Regions from separate parts of the Sus scrofa genome. Here regions 1 and 3 are each linked to region 2. A link is a contact called in public HiChIP or PLAC-seq data. All regions are on one chromosome and are shown on one strand. The core of a region is the stretch at or near the end of the contact, and the rest is flanking DNA. Distances in the headings are between cores, read along the strand shown.

Region 1 (3,662 bases), core at 810-3,309, 150 kb after region 2:
AAGGGAAGCAACAATGTCACTAAGGAAGCAGCAGTGTGGGTGCTGCGACGAAAAAGCTCTAGCAGTCTCTGGACTAGGGTCCCCTTGGCAGAAGGGGGGCTTGGTTCAAAGCCAACTGCAGGGGCCAAGGGACGACACCCCCTGCTATTCTTCTCCGAGATCAGTCACCAGGAACTGCCAAAGAGAGGGCATTTTCTGAGGCCAGACCCCAATTCCACTTGGATCAGGAGACTGGAAGATTCTGTCCTTAGGAGCCAAGAGATAATGAGAAACAGAGACAGGGAAAAACAGAGAGACCAGGGAGAGATATACTGCGAGAGAGACCAGGAGGGTTGGAGAGCAAAAGACCCAGAGCCAGGGAGACACAGGACCAAACCAGAGACAAGGGAAATGGAAACAGAAAAACAGATTCCTCCAGTGAGACAGAGATAAGCAAAGAGGAGACACAGAGATGGGAAAACAGGGAACACTAAGGCATGGAGAGAAAGTGCGTAGAGAAAGAAATGGGGAGATATTGAAACAGGAAGACAGAGATGGGGAGACCTGGGGAGAGGTTACACAGAGATAACACGGCGAGAGATGAGAAACAGCGATAAGGAGAAAGCGGTGAGAGAAAACAAAAAAGCCAGAGAGGGCGGCTGTCCCTTCTTACTAGGTTTGAACCAGTTTTCCGTGGTAAAGTCAGAACTGAGGGGCAGCAGGAGACGTCTCATACCTAAGCACCGAGCCTCCCCCGACTTCCCCCAGGTCAGGGAGCAGCACCCCACCCGTCACCCCCGCCCCCCGTTCGCCCCCGCCCCAGGGGTCCCGGCTCCGACTCTCCACCTCCCGCAAGGTCTTCTCCATACGTCCCATCTGTGTTTGGGCGTCTGGCTCTCACCCTCCGCCAATCGCCCACCGAGACGGCTTCCCACCCCACCCTCCAGCCGGGTCCCCCGGGAGGGAGCCCGGGGAGATCCGCCCCAAGTCCCGGGTCCCACGCCGCCGGGCTCCGGGGGAATCGCGAGTTGAACGATGCTGCCACCTGCTGGCCGGATCTGGAAAGCACAGCGTGCCTCGAGGGCTGGGCGCGGCCGCCCCGGGTCGGAATCCCGCGGCTCCTGGCTCAGCCCGTCTCCGCGGGGTCTTTCCAGGAATCTGGATGGGCCTGCTCGCCTGCGCCCCATCTCTCCTGGCTGCCGCTCTGCCCCAGTTTAGGACCCAGGGACTAGTCTCTGAATGCTGGGGTCTTAATTTTCCCTGTAGTCAAACGGAGGAAGTGTACCAACACATCTTCCCAGGATGTGGAGGCGGGGGGGGGGGGGCACGAATGTGCTAGTAATGAGCTCTAGGTTCTCCTTCCCAAGAAATCTGCCAGGCCGCCCCTCCCTCCCTCCTCATAAAAAAAAAAGGACGCCTAGCCCCACCAGGACCTTCGCCTCCCCTCTCTCATCCTCTGCCCCCCAGAAGTCCTTATGGGAAGGGACTTCCAGTGGTCCAGGTCCCTCTGGCCGCGTCCCCCCTCATCTGATAGGTGCGGCCAGTCCCTATTTTTTTTTTTTTTTTTTGTCTTTTTGGGGCCGCACCCGGGGCATCTGGAGGTTCCCAGGCTAGGGGGTCTAATCCGAGCTACAGCTGCCAGCCTATACCACAGCCACAGCAATGCAGAATCCCAGCCTCGTCTGTGACCTACACTAGAGCTAACGGGCAACGCCCAAGCCTTGACCCACTGAGCAAGGCCAGGGATCGAACCTGCAACCTCCTGGTTCCTAGTGGATTGTTTCCACTGCGCCACAACGGGAACTCCCGCCAGTCCCTATCATAAGCCTGGGACCGCTTGGGGGTGGAACAGTTGGGGTTGGGAAGGGGTAGTTCAGCTGTCTTGAACTGATGCCACAATATTGTTCATCAGATAATCCTTTCTACCTCTCAATTCCCCAAGCCGTTCCCAGACGTCTTCCCTCCCCCTCCTCCCTTCCCCCTCCCCCTCCCCTCCTCCTCCCTCCTCCCCTCCCCTCTCCTCACCTCCGCCCCTCCCTTCCTCTTCTGGGTTGGCCTTTCCCCGGGTGCATCAGCTCCGCCCCCAACCCAAGGCAGGGCCCTATAGGTGGAGAGTCGTGGGAGAGGTCACGGCCCCGCCCTCTCCTCTCCTCCCCTCCACACGGAAGCTCAGTGGCCCCCCTGCCAGGATGTCTGACACCTGGGTCCTCGGCCTCGTGCCCACCTTGCTGCTTGCCCTGCCGGCTGGCCTCCAACAGGTGAGCTTTTTGGGAGGTAAGCCGGTTAGATTTGGGGGGGTCCTACCCTTGTGGGTCAGGGGCCCCGCTTCTGGCTCTGGATCACCACCTACTACGGTCAGGATTTCCTCATGACCACACGTATTTAGCAACTTCCTTTCTCTTTTGGCCCGGGAGGTGGAGGTGAGGGCAGTGGAAGGAGGTCCTGAGAAGGCCTGGGTTCCTTCACCTTGTGGGGAGGCAGGGGCGGGGGAGACTGTGTCGTGGGACCTGCGCCGCCTGACACCTAGTGCCTCTCTGAGTGGGGACTTTGATCCTGGCGTCGTTAGTCTCGTTAGTCTTGTCTCGTTCTTGCTCCTTCCTGCTGTGTCAGAAAGCAGTGACTGGGGGCCGGGGCGACAGTGGGGGTGTGTGTGTGTCTAAGGTCTGGACGCCTGGCCAGCCTGTCCCCCCCAGCTCTGTTCTCCTAGTGCTGGGGATGACCTTGGGAAGGCCCTGCCCCTCTCTGGGACTGTTTCTCTCTGCGTGCCCTGGAGGAAAGGAGGCTCCTTTGTCCCTTCCTAGGTGCGGGGCTAGGATTCCAGCCGGTGATAGGATTTGATCCGGCTGCCTGACCCCAGGCTGGGGTGACCTCTGGAATCTGTGATTTCTGAAGTGAGGCAAGGTTTCAGCACCCCTTTATCCCTCCCCTGACTCCAGTAATGGGGGCAGTCTATCCAATTCTGGGGTGGGAGATGATCCTAGAAACTGACATGGGTCTAGAACACGGTTTTTAAATTACTTGTGTCAGAGTCCGAAGGAAGTTGCAGGCCTGCTTCCCACGTTCATGAACTTGTGCTGAGCCGCTCTGCCCCACCCCACCCCAAGCCCTGCTCTTCCTTCTCTATCACCAGGCTGTGGGTTTGTGCCAGCTCTAGGCTGAGCATCCTCTGGTCGATTCCTCCCAACCACTGCAGGGGGCAGGCAGTTGATGCTCCCTGTTCACATGTAAGCAGTTGCCGAAGATTATCCCAACACTTGATAAAACACAGGCTCTGAACCACCTCAGATAAGACCATCCTCTGTTTAAAACAGGATGGTAGGGGGAGGAGTTCCCTGGTGGCTCAGTGGGTTAAGGGTCTGGCATTGTCACTGTTGTGGCTCAGGTTCAATCCCTGGCCCAGGGAACTTCCACATGCTACAGGTACAGCCAAAAAAACAAAACAAAACAAAACAAAACAAAATGGGGTGGTGGGAGAATCTGGGAAAGTGTCCTCTACTCCTCACAGGAGTGCAGCATTATTATTATTATTTTGCTTTTTAGGGCCACAGGTACGGCATATGGAACTTCCCAGGCTAGGGGTCAAATTGGAGCTGCAGCTGCCAGTCCCAGCCCCAGCCCCAGCCACAACCACACCAACTCAGGATCTGAGCCGCCTCTGCGACCTACACCACAGCTCACAGCAA
Region 2 (4,290 bases), core at 789-3,288:
TCCCGATTCCACTGCACCACAGCGGGAACTCCCCCACTGGCCCCACAAGGTCCCTGTCCAGAGTGGAGACCCTTTTGTGGGTGCCCTCCTCTCTCAGGTACCCTCTGGGCTGCAGCTTCGAGGTCACACCAGTGCCCAATCCATTCTGATGGATTGACAGATGGACAAACTGTTGTGGTTCCTTCTCTTCAACAGCTAACTCCCTGGGGGTGTGTATGGGAGGCCCTCCCTGCACTGTCTCATGGGGAACTCTGGGGAGCGTGACATTAGGATGTCACTAGCCCCTCACACCCAAGCCCCCCTTCTTCCAAAACTGAACCTTGGAAAATTAGACACTCCCCCCCCCATTTACGCTCCCCCATCACTGCACTTCCACACACACACACACGCACACACACTCAAACCAAGTAAATGCTACAGGGTGAAAATGAACCTGTTCTCTGGACACCGAGTCCACCAGGCCACCCCTTCCTCCCCAAACTTCCCAATTCCAGGAGGAGGATCAAGGACAAGCTTGCACCTGTCTAGGAGAAAGGGAGGCAGGGGAACTCTAAGCTTCCCAGGACCCAGGGGAAGGAGAAAGAGAAAGAAAGGGTGCACAAGCCCTGGAGAGGGAGTGGGGAGCAGGAAAGAGACAGGTTGGTGGGGAGTCAGTCCACAGAGCTGCAGGGAGGAGGAGGAAAGAGCAAGAAAGGGAGAAGCTGGAGGGCAGCCCAGCCGCCTGAGGGGCCACGGAAAGCAGTAGTAGAGACTGGGCTCCAGCAGCCCTCAGTGAAGCCCAGCAGAGGGGTGGATAGGAATAGAATCAGCTAGCAGGAGACAGCCAGCTCCTAGGGGGACAAGAAAGAGGAAAGGAGCCCCTGGAAGAGAAGAAGGAGCCCAAGAGAGAAGTGCAATTGGGAAAGCCCAGGGACAGCTGGATGGATGGCCAGAAGAGGAGGCTGGGGCAGGGGGAGGCATGTGGAGCTAGAAAAGGCGGCGACCCCCTCCCGTCCAGCCCACTGGGGGCATTGGACAAGAGTGAGATTCCCTGTACCAAGCACCGCTGGTGCTAGGGTGCGGGTGGAGGACAGGGCCCCCTCTGCACTTCCAGCCCCCTGTTCCTCCCGTCAGGGCCAAGAGGCTAGTTTCTGTCCACTCCATCTGTCCAATTCCCGCCAGGCAAGAAGGAGTTAAGCTCTCCCCCCTCCCCCAACACCAGGTTGTTGTTGGTTTTTCTTTAATTAATTTCTCCAGGCGGCGGGCAGAGGGAGAGGATTAGGGACACAAATCCAATCTCCGCCCCCTCCCCTGACAGCTCAGCACCCTAGTTCCCGTGAGGGGGGGGCCCTAGGGAAAGGGGAAGAAAGGCCCTTGTCGACCTCCCCCGCCCCCCCCCGTCCAACCGCACTCGGGGTCCCACCGCGAGCCCTAGAGACCCCCAGTTCCGCATCCCCGTCGTCCACCTCGGGGTCCTTGGGGTCCCGGTCCCTCACCTCCAGCATCTTTCATCTTCAGCGTCCGGCGCATCGGGAACCCCTTAGGCCCATGGTGCTTGGGGCGGGGGCCAGGCGGGAGCGAGGCGGGGGACTGTCACCCTGGCCGCGGGGGGCTCCGGGCTGGCTGCATCCTCTCCATCCCGGGAGTAGGGGTAGGGGTCGGCGAAGAGGCTCCTGGAGCCGGAGGGAATGTGTGTGTGGGGTGGGGGGAGTTCCGACAGAGGAGAAGGTTTGCAGGAAGCAGGAGATGCGGCGGGCGGGGCTGGACCAGAAGACCTGACAGGAGGATGCTCCGTGCGTGTGTGTGCGTGTGTGTGTGTGTGTGTGTGTGTGAGTGAGTGAGTGAGTGAGAGAGAGAGAGAGAGAGAGAGAGAGAGAGAGAGAGAGAGAGAGAGAGAGAGAAACCTCCCCGCCCCGCCAGGCCCTGCTGGACACGGGGTTCCCCGCCTGGCAGGCGGATGCTCGTAGCGCTGCGACCGCGGGGATCTGCGGGGGTCCCCAGGGAAGGGGCGATGCGGGGGCGCGTGGCGGGGAGGCCGGGAGCCTGGGAGACAAAGAACGGGAGAGAGGGTGGGAGGGACAGAGGGGCGGAGGCGGCGGGAGCACGAGGGAGGGAGGAGGCGGCCCAGCGCCGCGGCCGTGGCCCGGGCGAGGGGATTCTTGTTGCTGCCACTCCTCCAACAGCGGGAGTCGGGGGCCCGGTGGGAGCAACCGGAGAGGCGGCCCCGCCGGGCTTCTGCCTCCTCTGCAAGGCCTGTAAGGGTTCCTGATGGATCCATTCCCCAGACATCCACAGAACAGTCGGGGGCGCCGAAGCCCGAGGGGATCATGGGGAAACAGAACCCACCCGGTCCGGACCGTCGGGGCTCGCAGCCTCGTCAGGGGTTCAGACGAGTGGGGAGGCTCTCAGGAGCCTGCCGTCAGCCGCGGGTCACAGAGGACACTTCGCGCGGGGAGAACACACTGGAGGCAGCCTGGCTGAGATGGTGGGGGTGGGGGTGCTGTATGTGGAAGTGATCAAGGAAGGAGGTGATGTGTTTGTTGGCTACGTCTGCAGGCCAGGGCAGGGTAGAAGTGCTAGCAGGGCTTGGAGGGGGAGAGGGAAGGAGCGAAAGATGAAAGGGGCCTCTCGGAGGTGGGGGGGCGGGGCTTGCCTTTTACCCACCAGCCAGAGGGGGGAAAGTTGCCGAGGAGCTAAGGACTCTGGATTGCATGGTAGGAAGAACCCCCTTGGCTCCTTTGGAGAAGGCAGCCTGGAGGCTGGGGCACCCCCGTGAGGCCATTGGGAGGGGATGGCAGTGGGCATGAAAATCAAAGACCACCATGAGAAGGAGGAAGGATGTAGAGTTGAAGAAATTGACAGGATTTGGGGACTGGCTGGCCACTGAAGGAGGAGGAGGGGTCTAGATGACTGCAGGTCTTGGCTTGAAGTCTTGGCTTGGTGGAGGGGGGGATGGGGGGATGAGATCAGACTTGGACCCAGTGAGCTGGAGGTGGTGGCGGGCCAGCCAGGGGAGACGATGCAATCGTCAACAACCAGTGACCAACCTGAGAGGGTTCAGGAGGGGCCAGGCCCTGCACTAAGCACTTTTCTCAGATTTATTAATGTCACCCTCCAGGTAAACCCAGGAGGTAGCTGTTTCTACTACCCCCTTCGTTTGTTCAAGATTACGTGGTGAGGATGGATAAGGGGGTTCAGAGTTTGGGGGGAACACGTGCAGTCTGTAGGGATAGAGTTCCCTGGTGGCCTGCCGGAGTCTCTGCAGGCCCAGGTCTCTGAGGGGCTGTGGAAGTGGCATGTTGAGCCCCGATGGTCTTGGGACCATGGATGGGGACAGAATAACCTTTAGGGACTGAAGATTTCCAAGGAGATCTGTAAGTGTTTTGGCATCGCTGGGTGTTTTCAGAATCAGATTCTGGGTTGCTGGCTAGACTGTGGAGATCTGGGGAGGGAGTGGTGATGCTGGATGGAGGTCTCAGTGGGGCTGTGTCTGGGGTCTTAAAAGAGAGCATGGGAAGTTCCCGTCGTGGCGCAGTGGTTAACGAATCTGACTAGGAACCATGAGGTTGTGGGTTCGATCCCTGGCCTTGCTCAGTGGGTTAATGATCCAGCGTTGCCGTGAGCTGTGGTGTAGGTTGCAGATGCGGCTCGGATCCTGTGTTGCTGTGGCTCTGGCATAGGCTGGAGGCTACAGCTCCGATTCGACCCCTAGCCTGGGAACCTCCATATGCCACGGGAGCGGCCCAAGAAATGGCAAAAAGACAAAAAAAAAAAAAAAAAAAAAAAAAAAAAAGAGAGAGAGAGAGAGAGAGAGAACATGATTTGCAGGCATTTGGTGAGATATGGGTGGTAGGCTGGAGAGGGGTGATTGATCATACAGCCCTGTAGGGAGTGGGGAGATGGGCATGTGGTGTCAGTGCTGGGGGAAGGTTCCATGGGAGGGTGTCTGTAGCCATCGGACCCAGGAGGACCCCCTGTTCCCAGTGATGCTTAAGCTTCTGAGAACCTTGCCCCATCTGGTTCCCCTTCCTTGTGGCAAGTGCTGGAGGTGGTGGGAAAACTTGCTCAAGGTCCTAAGAACTGGAGAGGTGGCAGGGCAGGGCTGGGGTCATGCCTCACGCAAGCTCGCCCATGGCCACCTGACACAGCCCCAAACATGGACGTGTCCCAGGAGAATCACATCTCAGGCCCGAGGAACTCACAGCAAAGCTACACACACTGTCCTCGGCCATACACACCACACTCAGGCTTAGGCTTGGCGGGGGGGGGGGGGGGGGCAGCTTCCCAAAGGGGTCCACCTTTTGGAATATA
Region 3 (3,777 bases), core at 633-3,132, 180 kb after region 2:
GCATATCTAAATAGCCGCTAATTAGGGGTGTGAGGGATTATAAAGGAAACAGTAGTTCAGGAGTTCCCATTGTGGCTCAGCCAGTTAAGAACCCAATTAGCAGCCATAAATATTCGGGTACGATCCCTGGCCTCACTCAGTGGATCAGGGATCCAGCGTTATTGTGAGCTGTGGTGTAGGTCACAGACACAGCTTGGATCCTGTGTTGCTGTGGCTGTGGCGTAGGCGGGCAGCTATAGCTCTGATTCGACCCCTAGCATGGGAACTTCCATGTGCTGCAGGTGCAGCCTTGAAAAGGCAAAAAAAGAAAAAAAAGAAACAAATAGTGCACTGATGGGGCAGGATCCTGTTTCCTCCTCAAGGAATATGTATGACAATCTGATACATATCTTGGCCTACTCCTCCCACAGCCTCCCACAGAGCTGGAGGATGGTAACTTCAGGCTGAGCATAAGCACATGACCCCACACTAGTTAGAATTGGAAGGAAGATTAGTAAAGAAAGGTCACACACCTTGCAGACCTCCCCCCAAAGCTTGCTATAAAAACTCTTCCCCCAAAACCATCGGGGATTTGGGATCTAGTCCTAGATCTGTTCAAATATTCTATTTCTTCATGATCTAGTCTTGGTAGAGTTTGTGTTACTAAGAGGGAAGGAAGGAGGGCAACAATAATGATGCTTCTCCTCTTGGTCTGCCTTTCTAAGATCAGAAGCGGAAATCGGCCATCAGAGCACAGATCTGATGCTTGGAGAAGAGGGTTCTTTTTGTCCACTCTGCTTCCTACAGCTGTGTGCAAAGTGCTCCAGGAACACAGACACAGCTGCCTGCAACCTGGCTGAGGATGGGGGATGGGTATATGCTACTGGGCTTAGAGCTGAAACTGACTGAAATTAAGTGCAATTTACCGGCTGAGCCTTCCGCTGGAAGTTGCAAGCCATTTATAAATGCCAGAGCTCTGGAGTTCTCCTCCTTGTGCAGTGGTTAGCGAATCCCACCAGGAACCATGAGGTTGTGGGTTCGGTCCCTGCCCTTACTCAGTGGGTTGATGGTCCGGCGTTGCCGAGAGCTGTGGTGCAGGTTGCAGACGCGGCGCGGATCCCGTGTTGCTGTGGCTCTGGCATAGGCCGGTGACTACAGCTCCGATTAGACCCCTAGCCTGGGAACCTCCATACACCGCTGGAGCGGCCCAAGAAATAGCAAAGACAAAAAAAAAAAAAAAAAAAAAAAAAAAAAAAAGAAGAAGAAGAAGAAGAAGGAAAATGAAAAAGAAAAGAAAAGAAAAAAAAGAAAAAATAAATAAATTCCAGAGCTCCAAAACAGTTAATCAGACAGTTTCTGCTTCTTCCAGCTCCATCAAATTCCCAGAATCCTTTCAGCAGGATTATAATTTAAGAATGCCCATTAGAAAATATTCAATTGTGTTAGCTGAGATTTGACCAATAATTTATTCAAAACTTGCTTTAGTTTTCTGCCAACATTTTCTTTTTTTCTTTTTTCTCTTATTTATTTATTTATTTATTTTTGCTTTTTAGGGCTGCACCTGCAGCATATGAAGGTCCCCAGGCTAGGGGTCGAATCGGAGCTATAGCTGCTGGTCTACGCCACAGCCACAGCAATGCCAGATCCAAGCCACATCTGCGACCTATACCACAGCTCTTGGCAAAGCCGGATGCTTAACTCACTGAGCGAAGCCAGGGATCAAACCCGCAACCTCATGGTTCCTAGTCAGATTCGTTTCTGCTGCATCACAATGGGAACTTCCCCGCCAACATTTTCTCAGAATAAAGGATGTTAAGAAATTTGATCAGAGGCCTAAGATCATTTTAGGTTTTGACACAGCAAGAGCAGAACTTTCAACAAGTAAACCGCAAACTTGTCACACTGCACATTTTTTCCATATGCCCAGTCCCCTAGATTTTCTTATAACTGACTCCACCTGCTCCCTCCATAATGACTGTTGGGATGGCAGAGCAGCCATTTTTCACAAAGCGGTTCTACTTCTCAGACCACAGCTGACTGGTTTGGGGCTGGGTAGTGATCCAGTCTGGGCCGTAAGAGCCCTTCCATGAGAATTTTGAATTTGGAGCTCAGTGTCTATAATCTCTAGACTGCTCAAGAAGAAAGCCATTAGAGAGTTCCCATAGTGACTCAGTGGGTTAAGAACCTGACTAGAATCCATGAGGATGCCGGTTTGATCCCTGACCTTGCTCAGTGGGTTAAGGATCCAGCGTTGCCGAGAGCTGTGGTATAGGTTGCAGACGAGGCTTGGATCCTGCTTTGCTGTGGCTGTGGGGTAGGCCAGCAGCTGCAGCTCCAATTGGACCCCTAGCCTGGGAACCTCCATCTGCTGCGGGTGCGGCCCGCAGCAGAAAAAAAGCAAAAGAAAAAAAGCAAAAACAAAGAAACCCCCACACAAAAAAGAAAGCCATTTGAGGAGTACCCTGGTGGTCTAGCGGGTAAAGGATACAACATTGTCACTGCTGTGGCTTGGGTTACTGCTGTCGTGTGGGTTCTACCACTGGCTGTGGCCAAAAACAACCCCAGAAGTCCATTAGATAGAGAGGAGCGACCGGGGCCTCTGTCAGCCACTTTGTGAACTGTCACCCAGTCCAAGCTCATAACTGCTAGCCACACTCCAGGCCAATGAATAAAGCTGTTGGGGCAAGGAAGAGCAACTTTATTAGGAAAGGCAGCAGTCAGAGAAGATGGTAGACTAGTGTCCCCCAAAACCATCTTACCCAAGTTAGAATTCAAGCTGCTTTTATACTAAAGTGGAGCAGGTGTGGCTGGCTGGTGCAAACTTCTTGCTGCCCAGTTCCTTTGTTCTTGCAGCTGTCCACGTAGGACGGGTCACCGTTTGCCTATAAACTACCAGCAAGACAGGAGTTATTATCTATCTATGACTTTTTTCTTTTTCAGTCGTACCCCCAGCATATGGGAGTTCCTTGGCCAGGGATTGAATCTGAGCCACAGCTTCGACCTAGGCCACAGTGACTTATGTATGCCACAGCCATGGCAACCCTGGATTCTTTTGGGGGGGGGGGGCTCCACCCAAGGCATGTGGAGGTTCCCAGGCTAGAGGTGAAATCAGAGCCGTAGCTGCTGGCCTTCACCACAGTCACACCAATGACAGATCCAAGCTGTGTCTGCAGCCTACACCACAGCTCACAACAATGCTGGATCCTTAACCCACTGAGCGAGGCCAGGGATCGAACCTGCATCCTCATGGATGCTAGTCAGATTCCTTTCCAGTAAGGCATGATGGGAAAAACCCTGGATTCTTAACCACTGCGCCAGGCTAGGGATTGAACTGGCGCCACCACAGAGACAAAGCCAGATCCTTAACCTGCTGCACCACAGCAGGAACTCTGAACTTTTTTTTTTTTTTTTTTTTTGGTTGTACCTGCTGCACGCAGAAGTTCCTGGGCCAGGGATTGAACTCACATCACAGCAGCAAACCAAGCTGCTGCAGTGACAATGCCAGATCCTTAACCCACTGAGTCACAAAGGAACTCCTTGTCTGCAACTTTTTATCTCTATATGAATAGAAAAATGTTATACATTTAAAGGTCAGAGCCTTGGGAATGGGCTATTACACATATTTCAAGCTATACGCAACATTCTTTTACAAAGGTGCAGAGCCAGCATGACTCAGCGCAAGGCAGCAGAGCACAAAGGATAGAGCTAAAAGAACAAATCCAAAATGGAGTCAGGTTTGTTCTTCACTGTTACAAAACTGGTTGAATGAGAAAAAAAGCCAGTATTCAGAAGAAAACG

What was found. HiChIP or PLAC-seq counts read pairs in DNA pulled down with a chosen protein or histone mark.
Region 1: a contact with region 2 is called in an H3K27ac HiChIP or PLAC-seq map of alveolar macrophages. The contact joins the promoter of TMEM92 here to the promoter of SAMD14 in region 2. A contact is called at or near these places in 2 of 47 Hi-C or Micro-C datasets (embryonic fibroblasts and epiblast stem cells) and 1 of 2 datasets of contacts at active chromatin or transcription factors (alveolar macrophages).
Region 3: an H3K27ac HiChIP or PLAC-seq map of alveolar macrophages shows a contact between it and region 2. The contact joins the enhancer-like site here to the promoter of SAMD14 in region 2. A contact is called at or near these places in 7 of 47 Hi-C or Micro-C datasets (embryonic fibroblasts, epiblast stem cells, heart right ventricle and 4 more) and 1 of 2 datasets of contacts at active chromatin or transcription factors (alveolar macrophages).

What each region holds. Positions count from the first base shown.
Region 1 is chr12:26,464,554-26,468,215 of Sscrofa11.1, forward strand. It overlaps TMEM92 (transmembrane protein 92), which reads left to right and starts at 2,060. Exons shown (of 5, transcript XM_003131586.3): 1 at 2,060-2,237. The coding sequence starts at 2,169.
Region 2 is chr12:26,313,510-26,317,799 of Sscrofa11.1, forward strand. It overlaps SAMD14 (sterile alpha motif domain-containing protein 14), which reads right to left and starts at 2,039. Exons shown (of 9, transcript XM_021067147.1): 1 at 1,476-2,039. The coding sequence starts at 1,509.
Region 3 is chr12:26,491,944-26,495,720 of Sscrofa11.1, forward strand. No RefSeq gene overlaps it. Among named protein-coding and RNA genes, the nearest start is that of TMEM92, 27 kb to the left of the region's middle. Within about 2 kb of position 1,883, at least 1 of the 83 cell types and tissues checked has an H3K27ac peak or open chromatin away from gene starts, as enhancers often do. A contact at or near this core is called in alveolar macrophages, where this site is marked.